Linked DNA regions of Zea mays: region 1 is linked to region 2. Evidence: chromatin contacts called from public Hi-C data. All regions are on one chromosome and are shown on one strand. Each heading gives the region's core, a stretch centred on a gene start, on an enhancer-like site or on the middle of the called end of the contact. The rest is flanking DNA. Distances are from core to core; before and after follow the strand shown.

Region 1 (4,055 bases), core at 1,502-4,001, 67 kb before region 2:
CAGTCGGCCCTAGACGCCTCTATTACCACACACGGCAGGGGCTGCTCAGACGAAGACGGTGGATTCCCTTCTGCATGACTGTGATGCCTTTCCTCATGGAGGTTCGTGGGCGTCTTCTCCAGGTTCAGCAATACACCAAACGTTACTATGACGACCAACATTGTGAGCTCGATTTCACGGTGGGTGATTGGATGTGGCTCTGCCTTCTCCATTGCCTGACACACTCGCTGGAGCCTCGGGCCAAGGGAAAGCTTGGGCCTCTATGTCGGCCCCTTTCAGGTGTTGGAGCGTATTGGGTAGGTGGCCTACCGCTTTCAGCTTTCAAAAGGCGCCCATCTCCATTACATGTTCCACGTGGGGCTCCTCAAGCCGTTCTATGGGGACCCTCCAACGACTCTACCACAAGTGCCTCCCCATTTAGGATGGTCGGTTGTTGCCTGGCCCAAAGCTTGTGTTTGTGTACCTAGTTACGTTGTGGCGCCTGACATGTGCTTGTACATTAGTAGGGCCTGACCACCGATGACGCTACTTGGGAGCCACTGCATGACTTCAAGGACCTCTACCCGAACGTTCATCTCGAGGATAAGCTGTTTGAAGAGGCGAAAAGAGATGTTATGATCGGTATCTCCTATGTGCGCCGAAAAACAGGCCACACAGGTGTTGGGCCCAAATCAGAGCCAGCATGAACAGTACATGCGGTACTGTAGTGCATACAGTACCCACGAATACTATAGCATTGTGCTATAGTGCATGAGTTCAATTTAGGAAGGGGTTAAAATAGAGATTGCTTAGGACCTAAGACTGATTTGGTTTAGAAAATAGGATTGATTTGTTGGGAAAGGAGAGTCGAAATTTATAATGATTCCTCCTCTAGTTTGGTTGGAAACCAAATACTTTAGGGCGGATAAATAAAGGGGCAATGCAAACGTTTTCAAGCAAGGCAAACATCTTGACTGGCTTCAAGGGCTTTCCCTGCACATTCTCTCTCCCTCGCTTATTGTCGCTCCACCGCTCTACACCCACACCACCACAACGCCTTTCCGAAGCCGGAAATTCTGACCTCGACCCCAATCTCACATTCCTACACACTTTGCAACCACGATAGAATCAAGGATCCTACCACTGTCCCACACTCCTTTACACTAATCATTTTCTTTCTTAGCTTGACAGCCTCCCATCTAAATCTAACTCCACCACTTGCCCTTTCCTCTTAGATCTTCCTAACTTTTTCATTCTTGCATCAGGTGTCATGCATCCTGGCAGTGGCATAGACTGGTGAGGCACTCTGGTATAAGGCACTGAGCCAACAAGGTAATTCAAATCCCTACTCTACAACATCCAATATACATTCATGTGGACTTATCAATCCGAGTAGTGAGGTTTTAGAGTTTTGTTACTTTTTTCCGTCATAGAATTAAAAGAAAATAACAAATAACACAATTCGCTGCATGAGACCTTGCTTTATTCCTCGTTCAAGCAAGATTCACTTAAGAAAAGTAGTGATTCGAGATCCTTTTAGACCACAGTCTAGTGTCAGTCTGAATGGTTCACTAAATATGATTGGCTAGGGCATAGTGAAAAGGTGGGGAAGTATTTGATGATGCTTCCAAATTTTAGAGTTTGATGGAGTCGAACATATTAGTACTGAGAATTTGCACTAATCCTAGCAACAATATCCTAGCTGAATGCCGATATGGGATATTTAAGGTATTCCCACATTCAGTATTTTTATGATGAAATTACAAACCTTGCAGCACCCTACATCAAAATGTAACTATCTGACTACATCTCTATCTCACATATCCAGAAATTGGAACTATATCACTCCATCTCATATCCAGAAAAAAATGGTTGGATATCTGATTTTTTTTTCCTTTCGTTTGCTATCAATACCTCTTCGGTGGTTGGTCCTTCAGTATCTGACACATAATGCATACGTACAGATCAAAATTTTGGTCGCCCTAGGAGGAAGTAGGAAGAAGAAATAGGCACCAAATTCGCCTTGATGAGGACTTGAACTTGGGTGTGTGGGTATGCATCCACACCCACAACTAGTCAAGTAAACAAGGATCTGACACATATGCATCCCTACAAATAAGAGCAGATTCCCTACTAGCTGACAACATAACACAACGTTTTAGGTACAAGGGACATTAAACCTTACCTTTTTATTAGTTTTTTTTTAATTGGAATTCAGAATTCTGACATTTCTCAATCGATTGTTTCTGTAGATTAGGAATTTTCATGACTACTCCGTGATTCGATGCCTTCTAGGAGAATCAATGTGAGCTCATATTCAGCATATGACTGTATTGTCTAGGAGCTCCATCGCAGCACCAGAGCAGGGCTAAAATGTCAGGCGTACCAGGAGGTCCTGGAGGCGGGTCCTCGAGTGCGGCACCGATGCCGCTGGACGGAGACTCCTTCTGTGGCAGTGGCCCAGACTCCCGGAGGGCGCCGTCCCCGTCGACGGCAGCGCAGCGGAGGCACTGCCGGCGGCGGCGCTCGGGCTCGAGCGCCGGGGCAGCTAGCGATATTAGAGGCAGGTTGCGCTGGCGCAGGAGAGGCCGGCTCTGGCGGAAGAGGATGCCACGGCCGTGCAGCTGCTGCGGCGTGTGCCAGAGCAGCGCCCCAGCGCTTCCCATCCCCGTTCCCGTCTGCTCCTCGCCGTTCCGATGGTGCGCTACCTGGAGAAAGAGGTAACCGGTGGCGGACAGACGATGTTACGATATTATCTGGCTCGGTCGATACTCGGGTACTGGGAGCTGGCTTTCTAGCGTGGCGACGGACCCACACTACTCGGTACTCGTAATCGGTATTTAGGTAGTGTTTGGTTGAAGAGCCAAATAAAACGGAGTCGTTTTATTCCTGATTCTATGAACGAAGTCGTTCTGTTCTGTGTTTGGTAATCTGGAACGGAGCCGTTCCTGATTATAGTCACAAACACCTTACAGTCGTTGGGATGAAGGGGAGAAACCAGACTATTCTAAGTCACACAGAACGTGAACAATGTTGGTTTGATGGTGCATTGGAACCCTGAATCTGCTATAGCACGTCAGTCTCTGACAGGTGCACCAGACTGGGTCCTTGTGCACTGGACCGCCGCCACATCAGTTGAGCCATTGGAGGAGCAGATGACTATTGTCGGAGAAAAGATCCCTAGGCCCTAGGGCCCACCGGTCAGAGAGAGCATTGGAGGACTTTCGGACTACCGGGGACCACCGACCAGCAGGAGGGTAAGGGGATCGTCTACCCTGGAAAGCACTCATCCCCGGATAAACCCTAAGGCATCGAGCTCGAGGTCGAGCGAGACAGTCCGAGCGAACCGAAGAGAAGTCACTCGAGTGGATTCCTCGCTTGTCTCGAGACTGGCCTTTCTCTCAAGAATTAAATCCCACCAAATATCAGATTTCACCCCTTATATCTAATAGCATGCTCTACACGCTAAATTCTAACCATATTCTAACATAACAAGTCTATTAACGTAAATAGAAGAAGACAATTACATAAAAGTAAATGCTCAAAATAAAGAAAGAGTTAGAAATAGGCATTGTTTCTACCAATGAGTTAGCACTCTTCACTAATCCTTGTTGAAACACCCGCACAAGGGTGTGGCTCCTCCTTAATATGTACAAGAATCATGTACTCTATACAAGTTAATTCTTCATCACTTCGACACGCTAAATCGTCCATAACCATTTACACCATGAGTTGAGCCAAAACTCTCAATGAGTGTCATGCCATCTAGCTGATACCAATCACCAAAATAACAAGCTAGCCAATAGCAATCACCAAAGTTACAAGCATAAACTTTTAGTAGGCCTAAACAAGTCTAATAAGAAAGGTGGATGCATAATTTTCTCTATACACAAATAAGATCCTTAATCTTATGATTATCAAATCTCAAATATCTCAGACAAACTCTCTTGCTCTCCAATAAGTTCCTTCAACTAACATGCAGATAAGAGACTGCAAATGAACGACATGGAAGGTTATATATAACCTCATGACGAAAGCTCTAAACATTCCTAACACGTCTGGTGTAGATCCCAACA
Region 2 (4,295 bases), core at 497-2,996:
TACACACAAGCATACACGACATTAACAACATTGTTTGTTAGGAAAATTCAACTGAAACATGATCGAAAAAATGAAACCAAAGTGGATAGTGAACAGGTACTCATAGTTCAAGTGTATTTCTAAATGAAATTCCACAATTCCTGAAAATAACAATCTGACTGAAATCAACATGGTTGTCCGTTCACAAGTTACTATATGAGCAAGTAGTGGAGTTAATTCATGGCAGAACATCTAGAGACAAATGTAAACCCATGAAACAAAGTATCAATCAGTGTTTCAACATGACTGAATGTGTTCCATGGGTATGGCAATTTACTAACATATCACAGGCTATGTTCCATGGGTATGGCAATTTACTAACATATCACAGGCTATTAAAGAACAGTTGCAGGAACAATCTGACTGAAATCAACATGGTTGTCCGTTCACAAGTTACTATATGAGCAAGTAGTGGAGTTAATTCATGGCAGAACATCTAGAGACAAATGTAAACCCATGAAACAAAGTATCAATCAGTGTTTCAACATGACTGAATGTGTTCCATGGGTATGGCAATTTACTAACATATCACAGGCTATTAAAGAACAGTTGCAGGAACAAAATTGTTTGAAAGCTTACCTTGGCCTGAGAAGATGCGGAAGCCGTCGATGTGTTGCAGCGAACTCCCGACGGTGTCCTGCCGTCCGGTCCGGGTCAACCAAGCGCCTTATCCCTTCCTTTTTCCACACCCCTCGCTAGCCGAAGCAACAAACTACTACAATGAAACCCCCATACACAATTTCAGTAAACACTCGATGATCAATGTAGCCGAAACAACAAACTAAATAACTTAAGAACAGAAATAATGGTCCACTGCGACCAGTTTCACAATTGATGCTGATAGCCCAATAAAAATACATATCAAACAAAACCAAATTCTGTAGTGCTACCAGGACCACGAACAATGCAATGACAGTGAGGAACAAAGATCTAAGTTTTCGTCTGAATAACTATAAGTAGCTGGGGAAAGTTTCAACAACAAAATTGAGATAAGATAACAACCGACACTTGGATGAACAGTTGCAGCACATCTAGAGACACATGTAAACCCATGAAACAGTATCATATTCTCATTTGACAGATGTAAACCCATGGAACACATTCAGTCATGTTGAAACACATTCATGGCATCAGAATAGTACACGCACCAAAGTATTTCTGTTCAAGTTTACACGCACCAAAGTTTACACACACCAATGGCATCAGAAGAGTACACGCACCAAAGTTCAGGCATGAAATAACTTGAAAAATTGGTACCCGCAACGCAGAAATTCACGCAACACAGCCGCAACGCAGAAATTCACGCAACACAGGTACCATTGACGCAACATTGATAACATTGCCATACCCATGAACATATTAAACATTGAGGCATGTTGAAACACAGAATCTGGCAGAGAACTGAACTCACCGGCGAAGGCGTTGAAGCCCACTGCACAGACAACGAGCGTGATGAACAGACAACGAGCGTGCTGAACAGACAACGATCGTCGAAGTTTGATGGGAGATTTGTCTACATCCCTCGCAGTGGTCGTGTGTTTTAATAGGAGTTGACAGCGACGATGGAATGGGACTTGACGATGAATGCTGATTGAGGTGGGGATTTGGGTTTCCATGTGAGATACTGGGGGGCGCCGAGTGCGGAGATTGCTCGTTTCCAAGTGCGGAGATTGCATCGCACCATGGAGCGGAGGTGGAGGGCAGAAGGTTCGCGACGCACCAGGATCTGTTGGGGGCGGGCGTTGCTGGCGCGGCGGGGACTGCGGGCACAGCAGCTTTGCGGGGGCGCGGCGAATTCGGGGACAGCGGGGACGAGCACGGCGGCGGGGACTGCGGGCACAGCAGCTTTGCGCGGGCGCGGCGAATTCGGGGACAGCGGGGACGAGCACGGCGGCGGGGACTGCGGGCACAACAGCTTTGCGGGGGCGCGGCGAATTCGGGGACAGCGGGGACGAGCACGGCGGCGGGGACTGCGGGCACAGCAGCTTTGCGAGGGCGCGGCGAATTCGGGGACAGCGGGGACGAGCACGGCGGCGGGGACTGCGGGCGTTGCAGCTTTGGCGGGGACTGCGGGCGCGAGGACGGCGGCGAGGACTGCGGCGGCGAGGAGTCACGAGCGCGGGTAATTGCGGGCACGGCAGAACAGAGGAGATGTACACGCCTACACTAAGGACATAAGAGTAGTAGAGATAGAGATTATAAACATTTTAAATTTTAGCAGGGCTTCACTTCAGTGCTCCATACACTCGGGAGCGATAGGGGAAAAGCCATGCCCACCCCACCCCACCGCTAGCGTCCCTGTACTGTATCCGAAGAAGTCTTAGGATTGATTTGATGATAAAGAATCACGAGGATCAAATGGAGGATGTTTAATTTTGAATAGCAAAGTGATTTCTCCCTAGTCCCTATAGATCCCTGATAACCAAACCAACCTTAAGAGACAAAATCCATGTACGCATAATCAATCACTGTTATCATAACCTAAGTTATAGTCTCTGCAAATCATAATAATCTAGGATCACCATTAATCACCGAAACCATTTAAAGACCTAGATGCTCCCACCTGGACAAAAGTAAAAACATTGTACGGCTGCCTTTGGTCGAGCGAGTAAGGAAAACGAAATCATGTATAGTCAACATGTGTTACTGTATATTTTTTTTTTAGTATTAGTATTAGTATACTGAATTCTGAGCAATCCCGACGGTCTTCAGGTTCCCAATGGTGGCTAACCTGCCAGTCTCAAGATTCTGTTCATCACAAATCTGCAAAAACTGAAACCACATCAGTAACGGGAACCACATTGCTAACTGCAAATTGTAACTGATGATAAAGAGGCCATGAGGGATAAAGAGAGGTGAGTAAAATGAAGCCAAATAACTTGGTACACTTCTTAATGTTTCAAGTAAATGCACTACTTTTAAGGAAGTCCCATATACTTAAAAGGAATGCTCAATCACTTATACGTTTTTCAGTTTAGTTATACAACAAGGTAAAGCTTAATTACTCGTGTCAAGGAATATGTTCCTGCCAAAGCTAAATGGCAGTCATCATATCTAATTAGATTCGGTGTGGGAAAGACCCAAAGAGAAATAAAAGATACCCACATCAAAATATATTTTGATGCCAAAGAAGTTGCTTATGCAAGAAATATGGACAGGTCAAGCCGTAATTATGATCTAGATGAAAATCAGTGAGTACTGACTTGTATTTTGAAAGGAAGCTGTTGCAATAGTGAATGGGTCAAATAAATGGTTGAGCCTGGTTTGTGTTCTGATCATGCAAAGTAAGAGTAATGTTCATGAATAGAACACAGCACAAAGGGCTGTTTAATTGTAAATCACCTCTATCCACTAATGTTACTGGACAACATTCTGGGGGACCACCGCTCATGCTTCAGTTATGACATCAGCTGAAACAACACAGTAAAATACATTAGGTCTATTAGATAAAGGAGAACAGTACACAAAAAATAAACCACATGACAATATGTTGTAATTGTAATCAGTTCCATGGCCGGCTTTCAGATCAGATTTTGCCATGGTTATCCATAGGCTAAAAAATCACTCAGATTTCAAACGTAGGTTTCTTTAAAAAATCAAAGGTAGGTCATTGTTGGATTCAGACAAAATCAAGCTTCTTCAACTCGGCCCCTAAATACATTCAAAATTATATGCTCCTGTTCTGTCTGTTGGGCTAATTGCTGTAAAGAAGATGTTCAATTTCTTTCTGAGGTTTATGTCGCCTATTGTTTCTTCATTGCCACCATATTTCTACTACATAAAGCACCAGTTTCAACGGTCGTCCCATGTCCCCCTTCCCCTTCTCGCTTAATGCAAAATGCAAAAATAAAATAAAATTGTGTACAAATGAGGATTCGGACCTTGGTTGTTGGCTCCACATTCACGCTCACCTAACCAATAGAACACATATTTTTGCGTCTTATTAAACAAAATACTCATATAATATATACAAACCGTGACAATGGGCAACTGACTAGTTGACATCTAAGCACAAGTGTCCCACACGTGCATGATAAATATGGGATTACAATACACGGTTAATGTCACTACATACACGATGGAAAATTTTCATAACCATAATTTCTTTATTTAAAACAGTACTCCATCCTTTCCAGATTGTAAGTCGTTTTGGCTTTTCTAGATACATAGTTTTTATTGTGTATCTAAACATAGAGAATATATAGGTCCATAGCAAAAACAATGTAAGTACAGAAACCAAAACGACTTACAATTTG

Evidence for each region. A called contact is a pair of places that touch in the nucleus more often than the background predicts.
Region 1: a Hi-C map of leaf shows a contact between it and region 2, with 2.0 times the contacts expected there. The contact joins the promoter of LOC103632985 here to the enhancer-like site in region 2. A contact is called at or near these places in 3 of 25 Hi-C or Micro-C datasets (ear, endosperm and leaf).

Annotation. Positions count from the first base shown.
Region 1 is chr1:28,541,352-28,545,406 of Zm-B73-REFERENCE-NAM-5.0, reverse strand. LOC103632985 (sec-independent protein translocase protein TATC, chloroplastic) reads right to left here and starts at 2,751. Exons shown (of 4, transcript NM_001350732.1): 1 at 2,366-2,751. The coding sequence starts at 2,645.
Region 2 is chr1:28,473,217-28,477,511 of Zm-B73-REFERENCE-NAM-5.0, reverse strand. It overlaps LOC100191641, which reads right to left. Exons shown (of 4, transcript NM_001254785.1): 3 at 3,382-3,449; 4 at 2,434-2,802. The coding sequence ends at 3,427. Among protein-coding and RNA genes, the nearest start is that of LOC118473500, 3.2 kb to the left of the region's middle. Within about 2 kb of position 1,746, at least 3 of the 20 cell types and tissues checked have an H3K27ac peak or open chromatin away from gene starts, as enhancers often do. A contact at or near this core is called in leaf, where this site is marked.